Regions from separate parts of the Ovis aries genome. Here region 1 is linked to region 2. A link is a contact called in public Hi-C data. All regions are on one chromosome and are shown on one strand. The core of a region is the stretch at or near the end of the contact, and the rest is flanking DNA. Distances in the headings are between cores, read along the strand shown. Region 1 overlaps ARHGAP26 (Rho GTPase activating protein 26). Region 2 overlaps ARHGAP26 (Rho GTPase activating protein 26).

The links. Hi-C and Micro-C count contacts between places; a contact is called where the count stands out from the background.
Region 1: a Hi-C map of liver shows a contact between it and region 2, with 5 times the contacts expected there. The contact joins two enhancer-like sites. A contact is called at or near these places in 2 of 16 Hi-C or Micro-C datasets (liver and retroperitoneal adipose tissue).

What each region holds. Positions count from the first base shown.
Region 1 is chr5:51,919,706-51,924,492 of ARS-UI_Ramb_v3.0, forward strand. The region is part of intron 20 of ARHGAP26 (Rho GTPase activating protein 26); the gene reads left to right. Among named protein-coding and RNA genes, the nearest start is that of NR3C1, 200 kb to the right of the region's middle. Within about 2 kb of position 1,261, at least 2 of the 54 cell types and tissues checked have an H3K27ac peak or open chromatin away from gene starts, as enhancers often do. A contact at or near this core is called in liver, where this site is marked.
Region 2 is chr5:51,634,301-51,638,966 of ARS-UI_Ramb_v3.0, forward strand. The region is part of intron 10 of ARHGAP26 (Rho GTPase activating protein 26); the gene reads left to right. Among named protein-coding and RNA genes, the nearest start is that of ARHGAP26, 180 kb to the left of the region's middle. Within about 2 kb of position 2,486, at least 11 of the 54 cell types and tissues checked have an H3K27ac peak or open chromatin away from gene starts, as enhancers often do. A contact at or near this core is called in liver, where this site is marked.

The DNA.
Region 1 (4,787 bases), core at 11-2,510, 280 kb after region 2:
AACTCATAAATCAGTGGTTAAGAAGGTTTCTGGTGGATCTATAAAGAAGCCTGGCATAGCCTAGAGGACCAAAGCAAGTCCTACCACCCAGCAGCAATGCACTATGGCAGCAAGAGCCCTGTGCTTGGATTGGATTGAACCTCAGTCCTGACACTTACAGCCTGAGTATCTTTAGGTAAGCCTCAAATTGGCCCAAGTTCCCATACCTATGAAATGGGAATTATAATGCCTCTTGGCTAGATAGTTGGGTTAAAGGGGATTCGTTAATTTAGTGAATAATAATTTATTGAAAACCTCTTAGGCACTATTTTAGATGTACAGCAGTAAACAAAACGAACAAAACTCCCTGCTCATAGATTTTATGTTCTAGAAGCAAGTACCCATAGTGGCATTTACTAAATGTTTCATTCAGTTAGTCTGAGGATATTCAATGAACTCACACAGTGGGATTTTACTGTACATTTCTGTAGGAATTTATGTTACAACTGTAGATAATTAAGGCCATTATTGAGTCTCTCATCTGAGTTGAAGATATCTCATTAAGTAGGACATTTATGTGTTCTTGCTAAATCCTGGAATGTTTAGACAGTGTGTTCCCTGGAATTGGATTCGTACAGTGCTTGGGTCAGAAAGGCCAGCTGCCGTCCAGGGCTGCAGGTGGTGTGGCTGGGTGGTTTCTGCGTTGTTTTGGTGTTTGTGCTATCTATGACTTAATGCAATTTTACAGAGTTGCTAGATGTTTGTTTGTATAATTTGTGAAATAAGTCAAAGGGCTAGCATGATTACTTAAAAGCCACCAACCATGTTTTAGTGAATGATTTCAACCTTTCCTGTCCAGTTTTTTGATCAGCCACCCAGCAAAAAACAAATTGACAGATTTAAGCTTTCAGTTCATTTTTACATTGCCTTCCATCTGGGACTTTTTCTTCAAGCATCAAAATGCCCAAAATCATTGAAAAGAGAAAGAATAAGCCTGGAAGGCAAACCTCCGAGGGGCCACGGGGTGCTGCACGCAGTCGTGTGCCCTCTCCTGGGAGGTGTGTGTGCAGACCCATCCTCCACCTGCGATCACTGTCCTAATGCAGCCCTTCTCTGGGTCTCCAATGGCACACAGCCCATTTAGTTAACAATGTAAACAGGAAATCGTTTTCTGGCGGACTGGCCTGTGTGGCTCCCCCCCCCCCCCCCCCCCGCCAAAAAAAAGGTCATTTTTGCTGAGACACAACTTTCGAAACCCATAGTGGTGGAAGCTGGAGGCTGGTTATAAGCTAGCCCTGCCCCAGATGGAGGTCAGTGATAGGATGTGTGTGCGGGAACCCATGGATGTGGGTTCAGGGCATTTTTCACTGATGGCCAAAGGCACAACAGACAGGACTGCGGAAGCTCCTATCACCTAGAAAGCAGTTGTTCTGCGGGGCGAAGAGACATGTTAACACCCCGAGGAATTCCAGAGCAGGCATTACTTGGAAGACACGGGGGTCTGGTCTGGAGAAATGTGCCTTGGCGCTGAAGACGCAGTCTGGGTTCAGTGCCCCTCCCGTCTCTCCAACTCCCTGTTGCTCAGCCTCCTCTGACCCTCCTGTGCTCCTGCTGTGGTTTCCCTGTGTGCTGACGAGTTTTTTGGTGGTTATGTCTTGCAGCCCCCCGAATCCAAGCCCAACTTCACCCCTCTCGCCATCTTGGCCCATGTTCTCGGCGCCATCCAGCCCTATGCCCACTTCATCCACGTCCAGCGACTCATCCCCCATCAGGTCTGTTGCAGGGTTTGTTTGCTTTTTTGTTGCTGCCGTTGTTCTCTCATCGGCTTGGTCCTCTCTTCATGCAGTGTTCAGCCTCCTCGTCAACTTTGTTCCCTGCCATCCAAACCTGCACTTGCTTTTTGACAGGCCAGAAGAAGCAGTTCGCGAAGACTCCAGGTAAAATCATGGATGATGATCACTCTGTTCCTGCTTATCCAAAGCTGGTCAGGGATTCCAGCCTCAGAGACCAACTGGGAGGGACCATTTGCATGAACAAGCATGGCATTTCTCGTGCCCCTCTGAACCCTTCCTCCAGTTCCTGAATTTATCTGTGGTGCCTAGAGTTTGGGGAGAGAGTGCTTCTTGAAAGGGCTCTTGTTTAGATTGCTCTCTGAATCAGGAGGCTCTCTGTGCTTTAGCACAAGATAATTTCAAGGGGAACAGTGCTGAGACACGTGCCAGCCTTTTCTTCCCTCATTTTTATCAGGTAGCATCAGGCAACATTTATTCGTGGAGTTGGGTTTTTGGCCATGAATATTGATACCTAGATGATGAGACCCAGACCAGTTAGGAGAGAGACAAATATAATACAGAATAAATTGTTCCTTACCTTCCATGCAGTCCCAGGAACCCTCATGCTCCCAGCCTGCGTCTGTCTCCAGGTGTCATAAACCCTTAGCTCTTATGGGAACAGGTAAAACCTCTTTCTGAGGGTTGACCTAATTCCTCCCTCCAAGGCCCAGGCTGTAGTTTTTCCCTGCTTTGATGACATGCAGACTTAATTCTTTGTATCTGAGTTCTTTGGAAAAAAGAAGCTGTTTAAATGCTACAAAAAAATTCATGAGGATTCTGCAGAGTCCCTCTGCTGTGTATGTCCCCAGCATGTGTGTATCTTGCAGTGATAGGCTCTGCTTTCAGACAGCCCAAACACAGAGCCTACTTATAAGCTTCATCAGTACCTCAGGCCGTGGCAGTGTTTTCTCATCCATCTTTTACTCATAGCTGGTTTTCTCCAAAGGGGAGGCCCAGCAGAGAGGCTTAAATAATCGATAAAGCTGTGTCTCACTTTAAAAAAAAAAAAGAAACACCATGCTATTTATATATATGTACAAGTCGCTCAGTCGTGTCCAACTCTTTGCGACCCCATGGACTGTAGCCTGTAGCCTATCCGGCTCCTCTGTCCATGGGATTCTCCAGGCAAGAGTGCTGGAGTGGATTGCCATTTCCTTCTCCAGGGGATCTTCCTGACCCAGGAATCGAACCCGGGTCTCCCGCATTGCTGGCAGACGCCTTACCGTCTGAGCCACCAGGGAAGCCCCACATACATATGTGGGTGCTCCCCGGTAGCACAGTGGTAAAAGTCTGCCTGCCAGTGTGAGAGGTGTGGGTTCAATCCCTGGGTCAGGAAGATCCCCTGTGGTAGGAAATAGCAACCCACTCCAATATTCTTGCCTGGAAAATTCCATGGACAGAGGAGTCTGGTGGTCTACAGTCCATGGGGTGGCAAAGAGTTGGATACAGCTGAGCGCGTGCACACACACACACACACACACACACACAGGCACACACATTACTTTATTCTCCTCCAGGCACTTCCATACCTATCATTTCATTGTATCTTCACATGAGAATGAGAGAAGAAATGGCCTGAACCATATTACAGAGAAGGAAAACTAAGGCACAGAGAAGTGGCTTGCAGTCACATGGCTCATGAGGTCCAATCCAGAACTCAGGACTTCTTGCCCTCAACCAGCACTCTTTCCTCCAAACACATGGGTAGCCCCAGATTTGAGTTTTCATGCTTCCCAGCCCGATAGCCTGGCTTGCTTTCCTAGGTTTTATGTCTAGCTTTTTCCTTTAAAATGGGAAAGAGAGAGCTTTTCACTATATCCTTTTATCCTCACCCTGGGAATAAGGTAAAAATTCAGATTATACTTTTCTTGACACTCAGATTATCTCCTACTTGTTTCTTAGGTACATTCTGGGAGATGTTAACTTTATAGGACACCAGATATATGGCTTGAATTGTTCTGGTTAGATCATTGATTGCCCCATGAAGACCTGAACCAGAGCCAAAATGTGGCTCCTTCATTTTGATCAAAAGAAAGTAAAATCTTCAGAACATTGGCCCTTGAATAGAATGGGTTGGGGGGACTCAGGACAGTAGAATAATTCAGCTAAAAAAGACTGAAATGTGCTCTGCTTTGACGGTTTTCATTTTTCTATATCTCTAAGCTTTGGGGCCCTATTGCCTGTCCGGTATCTCCACCTCTCTACTCCTGTCACCCAGGAATTTCCAGGTTTTACTCTTTTAGCTTTTCCTTTTCCAGAGTATTTCCAGATTGGCAGAGGACAGTGGCAGCAGAATCTGCACACCCCACGTGTCTGGGTTCATGGTTACTCAGGCCCATTCACTCTGGCCGTTGTTGTAATGCACCATTTGGATGATGCTGTTGCACAGCCCTGTAGGACGCTGCCATTTTGAAATAGGCAAGACAGAGTAGGACTTAGAATTGGCTATCATTGAGCTGACCATGTGTGCCAAAGTGAGCATGGATGGGGACACAGGCGGGGAGCCAGCGAACAGAGGGCAAAAATCCCGAAATTGCTGTTGCAATATGCAGCCAAGAGGTGGGGGCATATACCCATTTGTCAGGTCCAGTGAACCATTCCCCCAAATGCACTTTCAGAACATGAAGTTCCAGATTTCCTTCCCTAGACAGAGCTTTTAAAAATAAAAACATAATTAGACCTAATGAATGGGCCCATGAACTTCTATATAAACTTCTCTGGAAGAGGTTTGGTCCCCCCTCTTCAAAGCATTGCTTTGCTTGTTACTTCAAGCTCAGGAATGGAGATGCCTTGCACAGCACAGCAGAGAAAGGGGACTGGAGGAGTGTTCCCTTTACTTTCACTTGCACCCCTAGAAAAGCTCCTCACCAAATTCCTAACTTGGAATCACACAAGGGCTCCTGGAAATTAGGCCAAAATGATCAGACTATTGCATCTCGCCAGTCTAGCTGAGCCCGCCTCCCTGGACAGTGCAGA
Region 2 (4,666 bases), core at 1,236-3,735:
CTTCCGAAAATTTCTCAAGGGCTGTATGTGTATTTGTGTATGTGGGGGTGGGGGTGTGTGTAGAGGAAGTCCTTTCCTCCTTCTCCCGTTTCCTTTCTCCAGAGAGAGAGAGAGAAAGAAGTGCCTTCTCCCCCTTCCCTCCGTCCTCCTAAGGAAATGGTCACCTTGGATCCCGGGGCACAGATACTCCCTGCTTGGGGTGGGGGCAGTACAGTGTTGTGCTTAATGTATGGGCCTTGCTTTAGAGTCAGGCAGACGGGGTTTTCAAGTTGAGGCTTTGCTGTTGCCTACCAGTTGAAGATTGTGCAAGTCATTTCTGAGCCTCAATTTTTAAAAAGAAGTATGATGAAAGTACCTACTTCATTGAGAGGAACAAATCATAATGCTAGCCACATCCTTAGCCCAGTGCTTGGCCCATAATAAACACTAAACCTTAGCTGCACTTGCTGGGCCACTGTTTGCAATGTCTGGTTTCTCCCTCACGTCTGTCTTTTCTCACCTGTAGCCCACTGCAGGTTACTCTGGCATGTGTATTTTTCTTATGTGCAAGCATATGTAATGCACAAGGACCGCCAATGGTTATTTTTCTCAGAGCATACAAATTGTGCAGATTCATAAGTTTTTGAATGGTAGATGAATATAGTAGATGAATGTTGCCCTTCTGTGATGATACTGAGTCCTCATATTGGGAAAAAACGGGCAAGTATCCCCAGTTCCCCTTTCGTTAATGAACTGGAAAGACTCTGCTCAGTTGGACTGTGAGGCACATCAAGGATGCAGACATGCATCATTGTTAGTCCCAGCGCACAAGATGCATTGTGACATGTGGGGATGCCTTGGGATGGAGCTCAGGCAAGGCGAGGCAGAGAAGGACCAACACAGACCCCAGAATCGTAGGCTGGCAGTCCATAGATGTTCAATTTGGCTTGAATAGTGTTTGAAGCAACATTTTAAAATGGGAAAGATGTGTAAACACTGATGCTGACTTCCCACGTGCCAGCTGTCTATAGAGCTGAATGGCAGGTGCCTCATTTAGGTGGGGCATGTGCTTTCTACTTTGCGACCATCCCCACCATGCCCTGATGTCCCCCACCGTGGTGACAGGGGATAGCTACCATTTTGCCTTGCATTTGTACTGTTGTTTTTCCCATAGAGGGAAACCCCTTTTGTTTCTGTAACTTTATCAGAAAGCAAAAGTGAGAAAGAAAAAATAATGAGCTGCATATTTTAAGGTAAATGAGACCACACCTGTTTTCCTTGGGGCAGGGAAGAATCTTCTCCAGTTTTCCTCATTTTGCTTACTTGTCTGATCTCTGTAGATACTTGACTCTGTAATCTCACATATACACGGAAGAGATGTCATTCTCCAGAATTATTCTGCTTTGTCCATATGTTTGGTAACATGAAGATCTGCTGAAACCTTGTAATTGCCAAGGAACAGTTAAGGACCAGGTTTGCCAGTAGCACTTTAAAACCAAAGGACCACTTCCTTTGGCACTCATATGTCTCTCTTTACCTGTGACTGGCAACCTCTTCTCTAGACCTTCATCGTTTTCCTCTGTCTTTCTGTCTAAGCACAGTGAGGCAGGTTTTGTGCACAGGCTGTGAGAACATGTGTTTCTGTGGATGCCACAGTCCTTCTTTTACCCAGAATTTAACCCTTATGTGTACAGCACTGTGGATAGAACCTGGGGAATGAACTCTTGCCAGGAGAAGATTTGTAGTCTCATGAATGAGTAAGCCCTAGATCTTTGGAGGTCAGTATAGAAAGAAAAGTACTGTTAGATTCTGAGTGTGTTTCAGTGGGGTGGAGTGAGTTAGTAATAGCATTTCCTGGTCCAGTAGGAAGTGGGTAAATTGCCAAGCCACTGAGATCACCATTGTTGACTCAGATTCAGGAATAAGATTAGAGTAGGAAGGCTGTCCAGCAACCCTGGAATCAGGGCTGGTTGTGATTCCGCCTGCTCCTGGCTAGTGAGAAGGCTGTGACCAGACACGAGCGGTCCCAGGTTCCTGGATGTGCTAATAAGTAATGTATTACTTAACATGGACCCTTTGTGGAGACCAGAGTTGAAAGGAGATAAGGTGGTGGGTAGCAGTTTGCCTTTTGATAGGTGAATAACTATTTTCTGCATCACTCCAGTAGTGCGAGAGGCAAGGTGTGTAGAAAATTGCAGATCCTTATTCATGCGTCTCAAGAGGATCCAGATAGAGCACCAACCAAGGACTTGTTCAGAGTGAACAGGAGGTACTGTATTTGAAGTAGAATTTTAGGGTTGAGCTCTAGAAAGGATTGTAGATCATTTGTTCTTCTCTCCTCTGGTGGGTAGTTGGAATGCTCTGGCAGGTTTTCTAGGATTTGCTGAAGACCCCTTATCAATGATCAGACATTAATTCCAAAAGGGGGAAGTAGGCCACTCTGATGTTTTACTCAGGAGGAAAAAGGAAATGGCCATGGTCTCAGAGCCTGTATGTCAGCCCCTTGGCCTGGCTTGCTTTGTGGTAGAGGTGTGATTTTTCACTGGTGTGTGACAGTGTTTGGGGGGTGGGGAATCATGTGTATCAGAAGCACCTGTGACTTTCTGTCCCTTTTTAATCTGCCCTTCTTCTTCCATAATTTGGACACCACCCAACACTTGTCATCTGTTCCCTCCACTGACCTGCTGCTCATTTGCTCCTGTGATAAAAACTAATTTTTGGATCACTTACTTTGTGTCTGACATTTTGAAATGCCTTATACATAGTTCACTTAGCCTTCACAACCACCCCATGAGGTAGGTACTCTTATTGTCTGTTTTTTATTTATTTATTTATTTATTTTTAAAATTTATTTATTTATTTTTAAATTTTAAAATCTTTAATTCTTACATGCATTCCCAAACATGACCCCCCCTCCCACCTCCCTCCCCACAACATCTCTCTGGGTCATCCCCATGCACCAGCCCCAAGCATGCTGCACCCTACGTCAGACATGGACTGGCGATTCAATTCTTACATGATAGTATGCATGTTAGAATTCCCATTCTCCCAAATCATCCCACCCTCTCCCTCTCCCTCTGAGTCCAAAAGTCCGTTATACACATCTGTGTCTTTTTTCCTGTCTTGCATACAGGGTCGTCATTGCCATCTTCCTAAATTCCATATATATGTGTTAGTATACTGTATTGGTGTTTTTCTTTCTGGCTTACTTCACTCTGTATAATTGGCTCCAGTTTCATCCATCTCATCAGAACTGATTCAAATGAATTCTTTTTAACGGCTGAGTAATACTCCATTGTGTATATGTACCACAGCTTGCTTATCCATCCATCTGTCTGTTTTTTAAAGAATAACATAGAGTCATTCAATTACTTGTCTGCTAGGAAGCACTAAAGTCAGAATGACAAGTAAGGTTAGATGACAGGTGGTATATCTTGGGTATTTAAAAACATTCTTTTTATTGAGTTATAATCAGAATAAAATGCATAAATCTTAAGTCTACATCTTAATGACTGCACACACAGACACATCCTCCCACATACCTGTGTGACCACCTAGGTCAAGTTATAGAACATTTCTGTCACTCTGGCAGGTTTTCTTGGGCACCTTCCCAATCACTGCCCATACTTCTTCTCCAAGGTGAAATCACTGTTCTGGTTTCTCTCAGCACAGGACTTTTGCGAGAATTTGAACATTATATAAATGAAATCCCTCTGTTGGTAGTCTTTTGCGTCTGGCTTCTTTCCCTCGTTATTATTTCTATGAGATTTATTTATATTGTTGCATGTAACAGTAGTTGGTCTTTTTTATTGTTTGTGGTGTTACATTGTTTTAGATATACAACAGCTTATTGTCTTGTAAATGAATATTTGTGTTCTTGTTGCAAAACTTGGCCATTGTGAATAAACCTGAGTATTCTCAAATGTGTTTTTTGGTAGATATGTGCTCATTTCTCTTGGGTATATATCTAGAGGAAGAATTGCTAGATCGTAAGGCATAGGTTTAATTTTAATAGATATTTCCAAAGTGGTTTTATCACTTTGCTCTCCCATTAGCAGTGGATGAGAGTTCCAGGAACTCTGCTTTCTTGCCAGTACTTGTTACTGGTGGTCTTTCCAATGCTTTCCATTCAGAAAGGTGTTTATTTCATTGTGGTCTTAATTGCGTTTCCCTGATGTGTCATCGAGTTCCCTTCTTTTTTTATGTTTGTGGCCCTTTGTGTGTCCTGTTTTATGAAGGTCTTTCATCCATTTTATTAATTGGGTTGTTCTTTTTCTTTTTTTTCTTATTTGTTGACATTCTTTGCATATTCTGGATATTTGTCTCATTGGAGATAAAAATTACAAACACCTTCTCTTACTCCCCTAGTAGTATCTTTTGACTCTCTTAGTATCTTTTGATAACTGGACTTTCTTTTATTTTGGTGAAATCCAAATTTACCCTTATTTTTTTATGATTAGTGCTTTTTGTGTTCTTCTGCAAAATGAAAAACTCATTGCCTTTCCATCTCTTGGATATTTTTAGGCAGAAAAAAACGTGGAGACCCACTGTTATAGAATGTAAACCACAGTCACACTGGTCATTATTGGATTCCTGTTTTTGAACCAACTGTTTGCCTAGAGTGGTGTTCTGAGCCCTCATCTTTATAAAACACTTTAGGTTTCACAGAGCTCTTAATCATTCGACC